Regions from separate parts of the Sus scrofa genome. Here region 1 is linked to region 2. The links are chromatin contacts, called in public promoter capture Hi-C maps. All regions are on one chromosome and are shown on one strand. The core of a region is the stretch at or near the end of the contact, and the rest is flanking DNA. Distances in the headings are between cores, read along the strand shown. Region 1 holds the start of TSTA3 (GDP-L-fucose synthase). Region 2 holds the start of SHARPIN (sharpin).

Region 1 (4,004 bases), core at 835-3,334, 350 kb after region 2:
CAGATTCAACGACAAAAACCGTAACGCTTTCTGCATGTGCTTCCTTAACACGTCATCGTCATCTTTTTTTGGGGGGGAGTCTTTTTAGGGCTGTACCCCTGGCATGTGGTTCCCAGGCTAGGGGACACAGCCACAGCAATGCCAGATCACAGCCACATCTACAACCTACACCACAGCTCACGGCAACGCCAGATCCTTAACCCACTGAGGGAGGCCAGGCATCAAACCCACAACCTCATGGTTCCTAGTCGGATTCGTTTCTGCTGCGCCACGACGGGAACTCCAGTTCGGGTTTTTTCATCAATGCTCTTTGTTAAGTTGAGGAAGTTCCCTTTTATTCCTAGTTTGAGTGTTCTTATCATGAAAGGGTGTTAGAGTTTGTCAAATGCTTTATCTGTATCAACTAAAATGATAGTGTGTTGGAGTTACCTTCGTGGTGCAGTGGTTAACCAATCTGACTAGGAACCATGACGTTGCGGGTTCGATCCCTGGCCTTGCTCAGTGGGTTGAGGATCCAGCGTTGCCGTGAGCTGTGGTGTAGCTCGCAGACACGGCTCGGATCCCGCGTTGCTGTGGCTCTGGTGTAGGCCGGTGGCTACAGCTCCGATTCGACCCCTTGCTGGGAACTCCATATGCCGCAGGAGCAGCCCAAGAAATGGCAAAAAGACAAAAATAAATAAATAAATAAATAAAATAGAATGATAGTGTATTTTTTCCTTTGTTCTATTAATGTGGTGTATTACATTGATTTTTCTTTTCATTTTTGGCCACCCCTAAGCTTCCTGGCCCAGAGATCAGATGCAAGCTGCAGTTTCAACCTAAGTGGGATCCTTAACCCACTGTGCAGGACCAGCCATTAAACCTTCGTCCCAGCGCTGCCAAGATGCCGCTGATCCCACTGTACCACAGCAGGAATTCCTACATTTATTCTTTTGAATATTGGACCATCTCTTGAATTTTAGAAATAAATCCCATTTAAGCATAGTGTATAATCCTTACTGTGCTGCTTGATTCCTTTTTTTTTTTTTTTTTTCCCTCTTAGGGCCGCACCTGTGGCATATGGAGGTTCCCAGGCTAGAGGTCGAAATGGAGCTGCAGCTGCCAGCCCACACCACAGCCACAGCAACGTGGGAACCAAGCTGAGTCTGCGACCTACCCCTCGGCTCACAGCAACGCTGGATCCTTAACCCACTGATCGAGGCCATGGATCGAACCCGCATCCTTGTGGATCCTAGCCAGGTTTGTTAAGTGCTAAGCCAGGAAGGGAACTCCTGTTTGATTCCCTTTACTATTTTTTTTTTTTCTTCCTGGCAGCACCTGCAGAATATGAAAGTTCTCTGGCCAGGGGTCAAATCCGTGCAGAAATGCGGCAGTGACAACACCAGATCCTATCACCTCCTGCCACCTGAGAACTTCAGCGCTCCTGTCCTGAGGTCGAATTTCTTCTTCATCAGTGAAACCTCAATTTGGTTCTTAAGCTTTCAAAACCGACTACATGAGGCTCACTTTAGGGAGGAAAGTCTCGTGTTCTTTTTTTCCTTTTTTGGGGGGGGGGGGCTGCAGTTGCGGCACATGGAAGTTCCCAGGCTAGGGTAGAATGGGAGCAGCTGCTGACCTACACCACAGCCGCAGCAACAGGGGGTCCGAGCGGCATCTTCGACCCACACCACAGCTCAGCTCACTGAGCAAGGCCAGGGATCAACCCGAATCCTCATGGACATTAGTCGGGGTCCTTAGGGCTGAGCCACCACGGGAACTCCATGGAGTATGTTTTGTCTTTTTAATGTCCTCCGGTAGAGTATCAGAGTTGCAACTGCTTCTCACAAACACGCGGTTTTTGACCTAGGAAAGCAATGAGGAGTCGAAGCTCCCGCATTCTTACCGGTTGTTGGCTCTGCCGCTACTCCTCCCCGACAGCCCGCGGCGTTTCAGAGATGTGCGGCTTCTCCGCCCTGCCATCGCCCCCTCCGTTCCCGAGCCTCCGCTGTGTGAAGGCGAAGTCCGGGTCCGCGTGGGGAGGGGTCGGGGACGCACGGAGCCGGCGAGAACTACACTTCCCAGGATGCTGCGCGGCCCTGGACTCCACTTCCCAGCAGCGCCCGGGGCGCCTTCCGAGGACTCCATTTACCAGAGGACCGCAGGAGGGCGCCCCCTGGTCCCGCCCCCTCCCCGGTCCCGCCGCGTGGCTGGAGAGTCGGCCCGCGCCGGAAGCCGCTCTCCCGGCCAGGGGAAGGTGGGGAAGGGTGCAGGTGAGGTGGCGCGGGGTACCAAGGGGACCCCGAGGGTGTGGCGTGGCGAGCCGGCGCCTGGGCCTTGGGTGCCCCTGACCGCCGAGAGGCCTGAGGGGTGCCCGAGGGGTGGCCGGAGCCAGGGCTGAGAGAGGCCTGGGAGTGAGGGAGGGGGCCCAGCTGCCAGATGCCGGTGGGCGTGGAGGGGGCCCCCGGAGCCCAGGAGGGGATCCGGGGGCGTGGGAAGCTCCTGCAGTATGTGGTGGGGTCTACCTGCGGGCCTGCTGTTGGACTGCCTTCTGGTCGGGGATGCCCGCGGGCCCCTGCACTGGGGTCAGAGCTGTACAGTAGGGGCCTGAGCAGATTTCCAGCCCCCAGGATAGAGTCCTCAGAGGTGGTTGCGCCCTGAGGTCTGTCCACTTCTGAGTTAGAAGCGTGACTTGTCCACAAGGAACCAGGCCCTTGAAGGCTCTCTCGGACCAGCCTTCCCCGGCTGGGCGCCGCTTCTACCCGGTCTAGAATATGTGAGTGGAGGTTGGGAGCAGAATGCCTAGGCCAGGAGCCCCCAGCCCCAAGGTTGGCTGCCCCCCCACCTTGTCAGCCAGGAGGGAGCCGGATGTTCCTTTTCTTGGCCCAGTGAAGGTCAGCATTGGGCTTGGAGGGCAGAGGCTGGCTCTCCTAGCTGGACGGTAGCCCCAGGGCCCCTGGTGCAGCTCTAGGCAGAGGGCTCTCTGGGGATCTGGGCTGGGAGGAGGGAATGACTCAGGCTAGCTGGGTCTGTTTAGTCCCTAGCAGGCAGTGTCCCTTCCCTGGTGACTTCAGTTGGTGCCACTCGCCCCAGGGAGTCTCAGGCCAGCCCTGGGAAGTCATAGCGGGGCCCAGCGCTGAGGGCAGTGTCCCCAGGCAGGGCGTCCAGGGGGAGTGGGTCCTGTTGGGTGGGAGCATGATGGCCTCAGCCTCACACCATTTGGCCCTACAGGTGCAGCCAGCATGGGCGAGCCCCAGAGGTCCACGCGGATCCTAGTGACTGGGGGCTCCGGGCTGGTGGGCAGAGCCATCCAGAAGGTGGTAGCAGATGGAGCCAGGCTGCCCGGAGAGGACTGGGTGTTTGTCTCCTCCAAGGATGCCGACCTCACGTGAGTGGGCTCGTCCCCGAAGCACCCCTCCAAGCCCACTGCAGCCTGAGGGCTCCAGGCCGGGCCCGGGAGCCTCACGTCCGGGCCCTCCCTGCCAGGTGGCCAACCTGGCCTGGGTGTGTGCAGCTTTGTTTCTGAGCAAACTTCCTGGAGGCCCACACCCGCACACCAGTAAGGGCCTGACCTGGCCGCTCTCCCGTTTGGCAGCCGCTCCCACTATTGGCCCTGCCTGGCTCATGCCCCCAATGCCTTGAGCCAGGATGCTCATTCCCTTGGGCCTCCAAGTGGCCCCTGACGGCCTGGCTCCCCCCAGGAATGCTGCACAGACCCGGGCACTGTTTGAAAAGGTCCAGCCCACACACGTCATCCATCTTGCTGCCATGGTGGGGGGCCTCTTCCGGAACATGAAATACAATTTGGACTTCTGGGTAAGCGAGGGGCTCCAGTGAACACTGGGAGCCAGGACCTGGGATTCTGGGAACTTCCTGGCCAAATGTCCATGCCACAGTCCTGGGGACACCCCTGAGGGTCAGGACCTGGCACAGCTGGGTGGGGCAGCCCCCGAGGGGCCCCCAGTGACCCACTCTTGGTCTCTAGGCAGAGGGGCACCCAGAGGGCCTGGGGGCATTTGGCCCAATAG
Region 2 (4,555 bases), core at 1,757-4,256:
GCGTGGGCAGCAGGAGCCTGTGGGGGTGAGTGGATATCCACAGGCTAAGCCAAAGGGCTAGGCAGGCGTGGCCTTGGGTGGCGCTGGTGCTGTGGCAGCGCCTGGATCTCCTGGCCAGCGGCTGTGGAGGCCCTGAGGCCCCTCGGGTGGGCAGGTCCAGGCACGGTCTGAAGCTGAGTGACGCTGGGGCCTCTGTTCCTCCTCTTCACACACAGACCACGGGGACCCTGGGCAAAGAAGGGCGCAGGGTGGGCTCCGGGGAGCCGACAGCACAGGGCCAGGCTGAGGGGCCCCGCCCGCCCCAGGGAGCGGGCAGCGCGGCCGCCACACACCTGTCCTCCATGGTGCTGGTCTCCTCGGGGCCGCCCTCGCTGCCTCCACCGCCGCTCTCCTCCTCCTCCTCCTCCTCCTCCTCCCCGAGCTCCATGTCCAGCTCATTGCCGGCCTCCGAGGGGGTGTAGGTGGACCCACTGGGGGAGCAGGGGAAGCAGTCTTAAGACCCGTGCCCTCCAGCCTGCTGCTGACCCCAGGGAGAGCCAAGTCAGGAATGGGGGAGCCAAGCTGGGCCAGACCACAGGTGGGGGCAGGGAGGTGACAGGTGCCGACCGACCTGATAGAGCGGCAGCTGAAGAAAACAATGCGTTTCAGCCGCTTGTTGTAGAAGAAGTAGTTGAAGGACCAGAGGCTGCCGTCTTCCCCGAAGGGATCTGAGTCTAAGTCTGGGTTGTAGCTGGGGGTGCGGAGCGAGACGTGGTATGAGGTCCCAAGTGCCGCCCAGACCCAGGGCCCACCTGCAGGGATGCCAGCCCACCTGTAGATGTCGCACTCGGCCAAGCAGATCTCCTCATCCACGGCGTTCCACAGCTGTGGCTTCAGGGCCCTGAAGTCCTCCCGCACGGCGGAGAACAGGCTGCAGTTGACCGCGTTCACCACCTACGACGGTCACAGGTGGGGCTGGGAGAGCAGGTGTGGACTGGGCAGGGCCACACTCAGTGGGGGAGGGCACGCGGGACGGCTGGGGGCCTGCGGGTCCCTCCCCTACCCGGCCCTCACCCAGCTGAGGCTGGGCTCCCTGCTGAACTCGTGGCTCCGGGCGGCGCTGAAGTCGTAGTCTGGCCGGAAAGACTCATTGAGCGTGGTGATCAGGTAGAAGAGGGTCTTGCGGCTGCATTTGTCACTGAGGGGGCTCTCATCCTCGCCACCCTGGCTCTTGCTCAGTCTGCACGGAGAGAAGCGTCAGCCGGCGCTGTCCTGCACGCCGCAGTGCCCCGTGGGCAGGCCCTGCCCCCTCTCACCTGCTGGGGCTGAGGCCCGAGGTCTGGGGTGGGGACAGGGCCTCCAGCACGTGCGGCTGGCCCTCCTGGCAGAACTGCTTGAACATGTGCTTGTCGTCTCCCGCCATCTTACAGGAGTAGCTCTCGATCCTGGAGATGCAGGCGGGACCATAGAGGACGCCACCCCCAGGTCAGGTCAGAGCCAGCGCGGCATGAGCTCTGCAACGCCAGCCCCGGGCCCCGGCCTCACCTGCCAATGATGTGGGCATCTCCCGTCTCCACGGTCAGCTGCGAGTTGATGGCCTCGAAGCTGGAGTTCTCCAACAGCTTCATGTCCTTGGGGCGGAGGGTCCTGTGCTTCGGGGGGCTCGTGCTGCCTGGGGATGGAAGGTCAGTCTGTGGGTATCTGGCCCTTGAGGCTCCACCTTCGGGCCCTCCTCCCACTGAGTGGCACCACCATAAACAAGCTGGGTTCCTCCTGCAGCCTGCTCCCAAGCCTTCAGCACTGGTGGAGGGAACAGATGCCCTTTCACTGAGACTGGCAAGTCCAGGCCCACCGCAGCCACACCTCCTGCACTTCACAGGAGTTCTTGGGCCAGGCTGGGGGACCAATGGGGGATCCTGTGCACCCTGGGGATGCTGGTTTAGTGTCTGCTCCAAGACTCCCCGTTCGAACTGAAGAGCCCCGCCCACCAAGGGGGGCACTGTGAGCCTGCGAAGGAACGAGACTCCTCCAGCCAAGCTCCTCAGCCAGGTAAAGAACCCGCAGCCGGTTCGGAACCAGGAGACCAGGGGCTCGGCCCTGCGGGCCACCTGGGTGCGGCGCTCTTCCCTATTCTACAGGCTGCCTTCTAGCAAAGGGGGAGAGAAAAACCCATGAGTTCCTGCTTCACTCCCCAAGGACGCCGGGGAGCAGAGGGAGGCCCCACGACCCCCCAAGGGCTTGTCAGCGGGGCCGCTAGGGCGCTCCCGGGTCGGCCGGGTCTAAGGGGAACCCCAGTCTAGCCACGCGAACTACAAATCCCAGGAAGCCGTGCGCCTCGAGACGCACGCACGCGCGCCAACGCAAAGCCTGCTGGGGGCTGTAGTTCCGGAGCCGCCGAGTCGGCGCCGGGCACAGGGGCGTTCGCCTACCTGCTTGCGCTGCGCTCAATCCGGTTGGGCCGGGTCGGACCGGGCCAGACAGGGCAGGTCGATAGGCGTCGGTGCGGGTGAGAAGGCGGTGCGGGCCCCGGACAGCGCGAGCTCCTCAGGACCGGAGGGCGGCGCCGCGGCCTCCTCTCGGGCCGCACTGTATCCGGGGGAAGAAGCTCCGCGGCGACGTCCCGTTACTCCCGGCCCTGCCGGCCCATCCGGGCTGCCACCGCGACATAGCCACGCCCCTGTACGGCGCCCGACTATCGCGACCGACCTGCCCGCCGACCGCCACAGAAGGCCTGAGCAGGCGAGCGAACGACCTCTGCCTCCCCGGGCCGGACAACAACAAGCGTCCGCCAGGTCCGGCCCCACGCGTCTGAATGGCCCGCTCCAGCCGCCGGGATCGGGAGCTCGCACAGCCATTCGGGGGTTTACCCGCCGCTCAGTCCTGTCTTATGCTCCTACTGGCTGTGGCGCCTGTCCATCATCCTCTCCGCCGTGCGAACACGCCTTCCCCGCTGGCGCTCATTGGCCACGACCCCCGCCGGCTCCGCCCCAGGTGGCTGCCGGGGTTCCCAGGAGGAGCTTGCGGACTAGTGAGGTGTGGGCAGGACCGGGAGGCGGGGCCCGCGGCTGGAGGTCGGCTAGAAGGGGCCTGGGAGCGGTGTCTGGCTTCAGCCAGACGCGGACCTCTGTGCTGCAGTCCCCGCCCGACCCTTTGGGGCCTTCCAGTCGTGGCCAGTGTTTTCATCCTTGACACTTTGCCCCGGGTACGGGCCTCCAGGCCCAGTCTCGCCCTCCCGAATCCGGAGACCCTCGGCCGTGTCCTTCCTGGGCGAAGCGGGCGGGTCGGGCTCCGACGCTTTGGCGGCGCCCGGAACCCCAGGCTCGCGGCTCCAGTTTCCGGCCGGCGGAGGCGCTCGGCCCCCCGAGGCCACGGAAGCGGGCTCAGGGGGCCGGGCCGAGGTCGGACCGGAGATGGCGCCTCCAGCGGGCGGCGCGGCCGCCTCCTCGGACCCGGGCTCGCCGGCGGTGCTCTTGGCCGTGCACGCCGCGGTGAGGCCGCTGGGCGCGGGGCCGGACGCCGAGGCGCAGCTGCGGAGGCTGCAGCTGAGCGCGGACCCCGAGCGACCGGGGCGCTTCCGGCTGGAGCTGCTGGGCGCGGGACACGGGGCGGTGAGTGGGAGCAGCCGCGGAGCCGCGGGGGCCAGGTCCTTCCGTTCGCCAGCAGCGCCCGGGAGCGGTTTTTTTCCTTGCTTCTGTTTACTCGCCCGTAGACTGGAGGTAACGCTGGTACCTCCCTTCATAGGACGACTGAGGAGGTTTCATAAGATAATACGAGTAAAGGGCTTAGGGCAGTGTCAGTGGTCTACACACGTTACCTCGTGTTCTTTTGATCATCTTGCAGTGTGCGCTGGGGGCGAGGCACTGAGCCCGGACTCTCCCCCTCCTCAGGTAGGTTTGGAGTGGCCCTTGGAGTCAGTTTACTACAACGTCCGAGGCCCCAGCCAGCATGAGCTGCAGCCTCCACCAGGAGGGCCTGGGACCCTCGGCCTGCACTTCACGGATCCGCAGGAAGCTCAGCGGTGGGCAGCCCTGGTCCGCAGTGCCACCATGGAAGGACAGAATGGTCAGTGCCCTGGATCGAAGATTCATTTGATTGGCCAGAGACTGTGTCAGTGCTAGGAGAAAATCGCAGTAGCCCAGTCCCCCAGGCCTGGGTAGGGGACTTAGTGATTAGTGGGAAAGCTAGACACTCCTTACCCACTGCTGAGGTTCTGGGGAGATACCCAGGAGGGAGAAAGTAAAGAGCTGGCGCTTGGGGTCCCAGGCAAGTGCAGAGGGCAGAGCAGGCGGGCCCTCGGGACCTGGGTGAGGAGCTAGACTGTCAGAAGCAATGGGAAGCTATTCAGCAGTAGAGTGACAGCCGCGATTCAAGCTACCTAAGACTGGGTGAGGTCTGAATGTATGTGAGTGCCAACAGGTAGGGCTGGAGAGAAGGAGGATGTTTCCAGCGATGCTTAGGAAACGGACTGGCTGGGTTTCATGGAGGTTTAAAAGATAGAGTTAGTGGTTGAGCCAGGAAGCTGCGAGGACCAGACACTGGAGCTTGTAGCCAGAGGGCCTGTCTGGAGGGCCTGGAG

The links. Promoter capture Hi-C pulls out the DNA fragments that hold promoters and counts their contacts.
Region 1: a promoter capture Hi-C map of liver shows a contact between it and region 2, with 6 times the contacts expected there. The contact joins the promoter of TSTA3 here to the promoter of SHARPIN in region 2. A contact is called at or near these places in 2 of 5 promoter capture datasets (fetal skeletal muscle and liver), 1 of 47 Hi-C or Micro-C datasets (omental adipose tissue) and 1 of 2 datasets of contacts at active chromatin or transcription factors (alveolar macrophages).

The regions. Positions count from the first base shown.
Region 1 is chr4:948,863-952,866 of Sscrofa11.1, forward strand. TSTA3 (GDP-L-fucose synthase) reads left to right here and starts at 2,085. Exons shown (of 11, transcript XM_021090527.1): 1 at 2,085-2,249; 2 at 3,208-3,364; 3 at 3,678-3,792. The coding sequence starts at 3,219. It overlaps ZNF623 (zinc finger protein 623), which reads right to left and starts at 2,048. Exons shown (of 2, transcript XM_021090510.1): 1 at 1,883-2,048. It overlaps LOC102165528 (a long non-coding RNA gene), which reads left to right. Exons shown (of 6, transcript XR_002343676.1): 6 at 779-998.
Region 2 is chr4:597,692-602,246 of Sscrofa11.1, forward strand. It overlaps SHARPIN (sharpin), which reads left to right and starts at 3,007. Exons shown (of 9, transcript XM_003125446.6): 1 at 3,007-3,587; 2 at 3,867-4,041. The coding sequence starts at 3,390. MAF1 (repressor of RNA polymerase III transcription MAF1 homolog) reads right to left here and starts at 2,829. Exons shown (of 8, transcript XM_003125444.4): 1 at 2,409-2,829; 2 at 1,525-1,651; 3 at 1,296-1,424; 4 at 1,054-1,219; 5 at 812-933; 6 at 611-730; 7 at 333-470; 8 at 1-227. The coding sequence starts at 1,607. The coding sequence ends at 206.